Linked DNA regions of Mus musculus: regions 1 and 3 are each linked to region 2. Evidence: chromatin contacts called from public HiChIP or PLAC-seq and promoter capture Hi-C data. All regions are on one chromosome and are shown on one strand. Each heading gives the region's core, a stretch centred on a gene start, on an enhancer-like site or on the middle of the called end of the contact. The rest is flanking DNA. Distances are from core to core; before and after follow the strand shown.

The links. HiChIP or PLAC-seq counts read pairs in DNA pulled down with a chosen protein or histone mark. Capture Hi-C pulls out chosen DNA fragments and counts their contacts.
Region 1: a promoter capture Hi-C map of adipose tissue shows a contact between it and region 2. The contact joins two enhancer-like sites. A contact is called at or near these places in 9 of 39 promoter capture datasets (the C10 cell line, cranial neural crest, embryonic stem cells and 4 more), 1 of 15 datasets of contacts at CTCF or cohesin (the NIH/3T3 cell line), 6 of 115 datasets of contacts at active chromatin or transcription factors (the NIH/3T3 cell line, acute myeloid leukemia, bone marrow-derived dendritic cells and 3 more) and 3 of 9 other capture datasets (adipose tissue, embryonic stem cells and pancreatic islet).
Region 3: a contact with region 2 is called in an H3K4me3 HiChIP or PLAC-seq map of bone marrow-derived macrophages, with 2.6 times the contacts expected there. The contact joins the promoter of Lins1 here to the enhancer-like site in region 2. A contact is called at or near these places in 3 of 39 promoter capture datasets (3T3-L1-derived adipocytes, the HPC-7 cell line and cranial neural crest), 9 of 115 datasets of contacts at active chromatin or transcription factors (the 230-238 cell line, bone marrow-derived macrophages, embryonic limb bud and 5 more) and 2 of 9 other capture datasets (adipose tissue and liver).

Annotation. Positions count from the first base shown.
Region 1 is chr7:66,660,470-66,663,442 of GRCm38.p6, forward strand. All of the region lies in intron 4 of Asb7 (ankyrin repeat and SOCS box-containing 7), which reads right to left. Among named protein-coding and RNA genes, the nearest start is that of Asb7, 28 kb to the right of the region's middle. Within about 2 kb of position 1,427, at least 51 of the 459 cell types and tissues checked have an H3K27ac peak or open chromatin away from gene starts, as enhancers often do. A contact at or near this core is called in adipose tissue, where this site is marked.
Region 2 is chr7:66,367,817-66,370,622 of GRCm38.p6, forward strand. The region is part of intron 2 of Lrrk1 (leucine-rich repeat kinase 1); the gene reads right to left. Among named protein-coding and RNA genes, the nearest start is that of Mir7057, 13 kb to the right of the region's middle. Within about 2 kb of position 1,470, at least 99 of the 459 cell types and tissues checked have an H3K27ac peak or open chromatin away from gene starts, as enhancers often do. A contact at or near this core is called in adipose tissue, bone marrow-derived macrophages, liver and 2 more, where this site is marked.
Region 3 is chr7:66,688,456-66,691,425 of GRCm38.p6, forward strand. It overlaps Lins1 (lines homolog 1), which reads left to right and starts at 1,434. Exons shown (of 8, transcript NM_152815.2): 1 at 1,434-1,568. Asb7 (ankyrin repeat and SOCS box-containing 7) reads right to left here and starts at 1,106. Exons shown (of 6, transcript NM_080443.2): 1 at 645-1,106; 2 at 368-465.

The DNA.
Region 1 (2,973 bases), core at 177-2,676, 290 kb after region 2:
GGAGGGGGAAGAGCAACACTGTTTAAAGATAGGCCCTGCCAGCAGACCCGCAGCACCTCGCCCCTCCTGCTGGTCAACCTGAGACTTTCAGCCTCCGATCGCAGCCTGAATCACACTTCTCCCCTGTCTCCAGCTATTTTTGTGTTTTTTCCTTGTGCTACTTCTTGGCCTAAAGAGAAGCATGCACAGCAACACTGCTGCTCTGAATTACAGCATCCTACAGTCAGCCAGACTTGTTTTAAAATTTAGTAGGGTGTGTGTGTGTGTGTGTGTGTGTGTGGAGGGGGAGGCAAAGAACCAAGGTGCTGCTGCTATGTTCCATGAAAGAAGCAGGTGAGACCTGTGCTGAATGGCACAGCATGATACAGTCTGTGCACAGGACTGAGACAGGACCTCGAGTTCAGCTACAGACGGTCCTGTGAGCGTATCAGCAAGTGCTTTAGTTGCAAAGACGGGAGAAACCTCAGCACTGTATAAATACTGCTTTTCAAACGACTGTTGTAAAGACTCCTAAACCACAGATCCCTGGGAAGGAAACCTCCCAGGGATCATCTACCCAGCGGCTCTCTGAGCTACAGACCTTCGCCACCTACGCTGCCCTTCCTGTGGCGCCAAAGGTCAGCAAGCTGTGGCTCACATCTCACTGGCGTCCCTGTGTCCCTGGGACAGAGACAAGAATGACCTCCCCTACATGGTGGACCCGACTTCCTGGCAGCAAGTAAACCAGCCGAGGAAGAGCGCCCAGGTGGGCCTAGTGACAAGCATGACAATGCTCCTACATAACTCAGCTGTTATGTACAAAAAAAAAAAAAAAAAAAAATGTTCTTCACAGGCACAAAATGCCTCCAAATCTATGTGATTAAATACTTATGTACTGTTTAATAAGATCTTATTTAGTTCCAGACTACAACAGCTGGAGTCTCTTACAAGAGACTGCGAGGCAGAAAATGGTATGTTGAAATATTAATAATACCGTAGCGGGTGAAAACTGCAGTTAAAGAGTTGTTAGCAAATAGAACCTGTAAAAAGTAAACTATTACTTTAACTCCTTGCAATATTTGACATAATGTGACAGATAACAACAACAATAAAACCACCAACAACAAAAAAGAAGGCCTCGGCAATGGCCTTAACTAAAAGAATATTCAGTATCTAGGACGATGTAACAGGCAAGCCAGAAAGCTGATGTAAAGCACTCTGCTGCCACCTACTGGAAGAGTCTGATCATGCACTACTCATTCATCTTTCGCTACGGGTGACTGAGCTCTCAGACCAAACTGATTTAAAATTAGATTAAGTGATGGCTGGAGAGATGGCTCAGTGGCTGAAACTCTTGCTGCTCTTTCAGAGAACCTGGATTCAGTTCCCGACACAGGTATCAGGCAGCTCATAACCACCTGTTTCTTCAGCTTCAGGGGAACCTATGCCCTCTTCTGGTCTTAGCAGGGACTACATGTATAAACATAAATCCATGCTCGTTCGTTCGTTCATTCATTCATTTTCTCTCTCTCCTCCCCCCTCTCACACACTCACTTTCTCTCTCTCTCTCTCTCTCTCTCTCTCTCTTTCTCACACACACACACACACACACACACACACACACACACACACTACCACAAAATGACAAAAGGTGTCTTTATACCTGGCCACTTATTTCCAGATAATCCCTCTTGATCCTTTAGTGGATCTTGGGAACCCTTCGCTCCGCTCCTCCGACCTTTGAAGGTGCAGTTCTCTTAACCACACCCTACAGCCATGCTAGTTGACAAGTCAAGCTACAATACGGTCAGGAAGTTACACCTGCGTGTCTGGTTCTCACTGTATGCCTAGGTAAGGCTCCGCTTACATTCTAGTGCTACACTGAACTAAGAAAACACAGATTAACACAGAGCAGTGGCCTAACTCATCTCAGCACAACTCATTCAAATAAACTAACCAACCGCTTCCTGCAAGCAAAGGACAGAAGCAAGAACTAGAAGATAATAATGCATAAAAACTATAGCCATTGTCCCCAGGAAAAGGTGATGACATGAAACAGGGCCTGTGAGGGCACAAATTAGTCAGTGGGATGTGGTAAGAGCTCACTTGCAGCTCCAATAAAAACTGCAGGACACTGTCTTAGTGAGAAATGTGTAACACACAGCAAAAACCACCTGACTGGATTTCCTTAAGCTTCTTCATAGGTCTCTGCTGTTTCTCTGTATCAGTGAGATTTCTGAGTGCTCTGCCTAAAGTAACAACCCCACTGAGCTTCTCTGCTTCCTTACTAGATAGCTATCTACCCACCAGTGAGACCCAGTTAAAACAAACAGTAGCATAACATATGGAAACAACAAAGACACATCACTGTGCCGTGTGAGGTCTGTTTACTAAAGGCTTTATCAAGTGGAAGTGTGATTTGTTTATCAAGTACACATAAGCTCCAAGAATTCACAGTCGCATTAACTAAAAGCACTCAACATCCACAACAGGTTTGTTCACCCAAAGTCCCTCCTGCCTTTCACAACCAACATTCTACCTAGATTCTCGGAACCAAGCAGATGGAGGGCACAGCTTGGCTTTCGCAGGCTTTCACTAGGAAGGGGTCAGCTGCAGAAGCTGGCTGACTAACGTCACTTCGCAGGTGCTTCTGAGCAGGACTGGCTTATCTGCAATGGGAGGCTCTGGGAGCGATGCTATCACATACATGTCTGTTTCTGTTTCTCTTTGTAACGGAGGAGGACTGCAGACTCTGATGTTAAGAGTTTAATGGTGTGAGAAGCTTACTGTGCAGCCTGCGGTCAGTGTGTATGTGTGTGTGTGTGTGTGTGTGTGTGTGTGTGTGTGTGTGTGCCTTCTAGAACCCTGCCTTCTGTCCTTGCCAGTGATGCTCCACAGCATCAGAACCACTTTTAAATTTGCCCATTAAAAGGCTAAGTGATGATTTCTGTCCTGTTAATTCACAATTACAGGAACCTAGAGAGCTGGCTTCCC
Region 2 (2,806 bases), core at 220-2,719:
AACCAACCAACTAACCAACCAACCAAACAACCAACCAACAAACAACAAAACAAAACACCCAGGGAACTAAATGAAAACCAGAGAAGCTGGACAGTAGAGAAGCAGGTGAGGTACAGAAAGTGCAGAAGGTGCGGGAGTGACCGCTGTGATCTGGAAAGTCAAGCAGAGGCTACAGTAGCAGAGGCAGGGAAGCAGAGACAAGCAGGAAAGAGACACGGAGGGCACAGTTGCCCCGTCCCCACATGTACTCAAGGGGAGTCCAGGATTGCCCTTCCACACCAATATCTGCAGGTACTCAACCTGTTTTATTAAATGATGTAGCACGTGCAGGTGGCATCCACAGGTTACTGATGACACTCAGCACTACGTAAGTGTAAGCTAATAATTGTCCTATGGGAAGCCTTACGAGCATGGGCTCTGAAAGCGGCCAACACAGAGGTCATTTTTTTCCCACGCTTATTTTTGACACTCAGTTGAATGCACAGGTGGAGCCACGGATTGAAAAAGGAGTGGGTTCCTTTTTATCAAAATAAGTCTATAATAAAAAAATTTTAAAAGTGGGCGTGGAGGGATGGGTCAGGGATAGAGTTCTAGCTGCTCTTATGGAGGATCCGAGTTCAATTCCCAGCACTCATATGGCAGATGGCCACTATCCATACCTCCAGGCCCAGGGGATCTGACACCCTCTTCTGTCCTCCTGGGGACACCAGACTTGCATGTGGTACACAGTCATACATGCAGACAAGACACTTATATACATAAAATTAAATAAATAAATTCTCAAAAAATCAAATAAAAATAAAAATTTTTAAGAATTATCTAATACAATCTACTCTAAGAATATAATTGAATCGGTGAGAATAATTCCCAAATTGAATTAAGACAAGTTCTCAGAAATGGCAGGATACTAGGCAAGAAATTGGAAAAGGAAGTGGGAAATGTAGAAAAAGAAAGAAGAATATAAAATATAAAGAAAAGAGAAAGGAAAAAAAAAGCCAAGTCAGCTCCATTAAAGGAGTAGTGAAATAAAATCTTAAGGAAAGACAGACTGACCAAAATTGAGACATGGAAGCCAAGGGGTGGGATGGATTGAGGGAGGCAGGAGGGAGGGAGGGAGGGAGGGAGGTGGGAGGGAGAGAAGCAATCATGAGGCACCATGAGCAGCAGCTGGAACAAGACAAAGCATGCACCAAAGAATAGAAAATAAATAAAATAAATAAAGTCATGGGACCAGCCAAGAAAAATGGGACTTCTCGAAGAGGCGTTGAGCTCCAGGTCCCGGATAGGGTAAGTACAACCTTGTCAGGTAAGCAAGCAAGGCCACTCTCTGACAGATGGTTTGTGCCAAACACAGAGGAAGCAACCAAAGGGGCCTACTAGCCAAAGAGGAACAATTTAGCTCATAGTGATACTGAGAGGGTAAAGCCCTCATTGGTTGCCTGTGAAGGATACTCAGGAGCTGACTCACCATAGAAAAACAAACAGGGAAGAGCCAAGAGTCCTGACATTCCCCCATAGCTGACACCAAAGGAAGCACAGAGAAGATGCTGCCTAGAGATGCCTATCTGCTAATCCCTGAAGAAGGATCTAAGAGCACCCTTTCCTCTTGTTGAGACAGGATCTGATGTAGCCCAGGTTGGCTTCAACTCACTGCAGAGTCAAGATGACCTTGAACTTCTAATCTTCCTGCCTTTGATTCCTGAGTGCTGGGGTTATGGGTATTTGTTATCACACCTGGTTTCATAAAGAACTGGGGATCAAAGCCAGGATTTCCCACTGTGTACACACTGGAAAACCCATCAGGACCTTAATAATGACACCAGTTAAAAAATCTCTGGGAAAAAAAAAATCTAAATATCAAAGAGAGACACCAGACATTCTTTAACTCCTGAGGCAAAGTAGGAGGGACATGCACAGACCCCTGGTGCTCTTGCCAACAAATCTCCCTGAATCTATCCAGCCCTCCAGGTCCAAAGAAACCGTGGGGAAGAGGAAAACAAGCCAGCCCACACAAGAATGCAAAGCCAAGATCCAGACAGTGGGAACCGGCAAAGATCATGTGGATTTATCAGCAATGAAACTGCACAGAAAACAGAAATGAGGGAGAAAATAGAAAGTAAGAGTCTTAGGACAGTGTTGCTCTACAGGACACAGAGACAACACCAGCCAGCTGAACTGGAGAAAAACAGTAGTTAAAATGAGTGAATAGATAAAGGAGGCACACACAAATACCGATTAGATAATATTAATGGAATTTTTTAAAAAAAATTTAAAGTATGCATGTAATGTGCCCTGAATGCTTTTAGACTTCTGAAGTTGTAAATCTGTGTGTAGGTCCCAGGCATCTGGAGAGAGGTAGAGCATTCACAGACCAAGACGGGCCAAGTGTAAATTAGCTGACGCCACGTGACAGACACCATGGAGTTTATTACATTAGTCTCTTTCATTTTGTGATGCACACACACACCACACACACAACATTAAATGGAGAGAAAGCATAAAATGTTACACAGGCTAAAGGTTTATGGATGAGAAAGCCACCACTGTGAACTCAAGCTTAAGAAAGCATAGCTCCTCCTGTCCAAACACTAGCCAGGCCCGACCCTGCTTAGCTTCTGAAATCAGATGAGAACAGAGACTCACAGAGTTGTGTGCAGTAGACAGAACCTGTGGTTTCTGAGCTTAAAAAGTAGCAAGGGGAAGCGGGCATCTGTCTGTTCTTTGGAAGAAAAGGAAACTAGAAGACAGGGAGTGGGTGGGAAGGTGGGAAGGCAAGGTTTTCATTGTATTTTCTTTTAAGCTTCTG
Region 3 (2,970 bases), core at 184-2,683, 320 kb after region 2:
TTTAATTAAAAGCAGAATCATTCAGAATTAACAAGCAATTAACATGGAATTGAAGAATTCCTATGAGAGTATGTAAGGCGGGGAACTACAAAAAGGTCTCCAAGCCTCCGAGCAGAGTACATGACACAGTATACCAAAAGATAATGCAAAACACGGAAACGCTCTGATCAGGTCCCAGAAGACGTTTCTGGGCTAGAGAAGTTACTGGGGTGTTAAGGACCAGGCATGGGCAGTGCTTCTGGTTTTGCTAGGAAACTAGGATCTAAGAAAGCTTGCATTCCCAGGCAACCACCCTGGAAATAAAGCGTTACTTAATGAGGTAGGGGCCAGGAGTAAACAATGGGGGAAGGGAGGTCTGCCTCTTTACCTTTCAAGAGGATGCTGGTCCAAAGCACTCTGTTTATTGCTCCTCTGGTGGGTGGCCAGACCCCTTCTACTCGCGAGTGTCCTCCAGCAAGCTCAAACCTGGAAAACAGAAACCGATCAGTGGTGCAGTGATCCAGGGGCGAGGAGAGGGCTCTGAGGATGGGGGAGCTTAGCAAAGGCTGGAGGGTGGCAAGGGCAGGCAGGCTAGAGCAGGGCTTCTCCCCCAACCCCCACCCAGCCAGCCCCCTCCCCTCAAGGGAGGAAGAAACTGACTTTACCTGTGTCCTCAGTTGCAGCTCCTCTCTCTCCTTTCAGCCTCCTGCACATTCACCAACTTCTCCATTGAAGAAACACCCCAGGCAGGGCCGGACACCGTGTTCCTGATCCTCCTGGGTGCTTCACGGCCCCAACCCAGAGAGCATCCAGATAGTCGATCAGGCTGGGGGTGGCGGTCTTGGCCTCGGAGCAGCCTCCGGGAAGGGGCGCTGGGAGGAAGTGCCGGCTGGGTGGGGGGGGGGGGGGGCAGTCCCGGTCCAGGGGCTCAGACCAAGGGTCTGCCGCGCGCCGGGCCGGAGGCTTTCAGCTACCGAGGGACTCAAGAGGTCTGGGGACAGAGAGACCCTAAGTCATACCAGGTCCGAAGTGTCAGCAGCAGGGTGTCCCGACAGGGGGCTTTCGGGATGCACTTTGCACTGGGCCACCCCCGCCCCCTCCTTCCAGCACTTTGGGGTCACTGGGATGGGACCAAGCCTTCGACAGCCAATCAGCTGCCGCACTGGAGCCTGCGCTCCAAGCCGTAAACCAGATCCGCGGTGGGTGGGGGTTGGGGTAGGGGGTGGGGGCGACTTGGTTGGTTGGTTGCTTCCTTCTCCTCACACAGATGCCCCCACCCCCTGGCTGTCGTAAAGCTGCCCGCGGATTCGCGACAGTTAGAGGAGGCGGGCTAATAGAGGCTGGGACTTGTCTCCGATTGGTCGCTCTCCCTTCGTCCCCTCCGCTTCCCCGCAGCGGTTCTCCAGGCTCCACCCCCAGCCTGGAGACTCTAAGCGGTTGCTAAGAGACACTGTACTACGAATGGGGCTTCTACGCCTGCTGAGGGAGGGGCCGGCAAGGCCTTCCGTGGAGTACGGTGGCCTGGAGTAGGCAGCTGTGGGCACGAGTGGCCGGGCGATGGCTGCGTGGCCCGGCGGGATGGCAGCCAGGTAAGCAGGAGCCCAGGTTGAGCTGGGTGGCTGGAGCGACACGTGCGTGGCAGGCTGAGCGACGGGGGAGGCGACAGGGCCGAGAGCAGGCGATGAGGGCCCCTACTCGTCGTCGCTCTGCGGTGCTTCTTGGAAGCGAGTGGCGATGTTTGGTGCATCTGTCGGTCTCTGAGACCCGGTTAGCTTCCAGGCTGCCTCGCCCAGCCTGCGAGAGAGCACGCTCTTTGGGATCGCGAGGCTGGTTCAAGGGCTTGCCTGCGAGGATAGCGACCCTAGTGGTTTCTTGTGAATGAAAAGAGCCGGGGGAGGGGGGCGCAGAGTGGGCACATTGATACATTGTTTAAATGCATTGATTCTTTTAGCAAGTGTCTACTGGGTTGACACTACTCTAGTTGTTGGGGAGACTTTGTGAACTTTTCTTTCCTTTCTTTCTTTTCTTTCTTTTTTTTTCTTTTATCTTAACAAGAGAAGATGAAACTGCAGAATGATTAGGGAAAAAAAAAAACCCACAAAGTAATGGAATACAGTTTGACTAGGATGCGCTAGACTCTTAGATTGTGAGCCAGGTCTCCCAGAGAATGACATTTATGCTCTGTGAATGACAAAAAAAACTAGCCAACAAAGATCTGAGGGAAGGCCTTTACAAGCAGTTAATCTGAAGTGCAAAGCCTTTGGTACTTTAATAAGTTTAGGGGAACTGTGACTGAGTAAGGGGAAGAAAGATGGAAATGAGATTAGGGGGTGTGGGCAGACTGCAGATTTTGCAGGAATGTATAGGTCATGCCAGAATGATTCCCGTTTCTATGTTTTGCATTGATCACATAATAGAGAAAGCTGTTATGGGAATTGGATTCCTGGGGATGATGTAACCTATTGCGATATTTTGTTGCAGGTGGGAGTCAGTGTTCGATTTGCCTCTGGGTCTTTTTTTTTCTAGGCTGATACTCGTAGAAAAAGTATTCCTTTGATGTCTTCCACAGGAGTAACTTCTTTTTTTTTTTTTTTTTTTTTTTTGGGATTATTCAGACTTAAAAAGAGATTCTTTTTTTTTTATTTTTTTCATTTTTTATTAGGTATTTAGCTCATTTACATTTCCAATGCTATACCAAAAGTCCCCCATACCCACCCACCCCCACTCCCCTACCCACCCACTCCCCCTAGGAGTAACTTCTTATGTGGACAGACTAACTTCGCTAATTCCTAGAAAAGGTTATAAGTAAGAATAAGGGTTTGATGTGGTACCAAAACTGAAATATCTTGAAGACAATAATACTATGGCTTTGACAGGGAGTTTTGGGCTGGGCTGTCTATTCCTGACTTGAATATATACAAGAGTAGATAAAAGACAACGGAATATGATTTCCTCAGAAAAGGGGTTAGTGAAAGCCCAAGTTATCTTCTA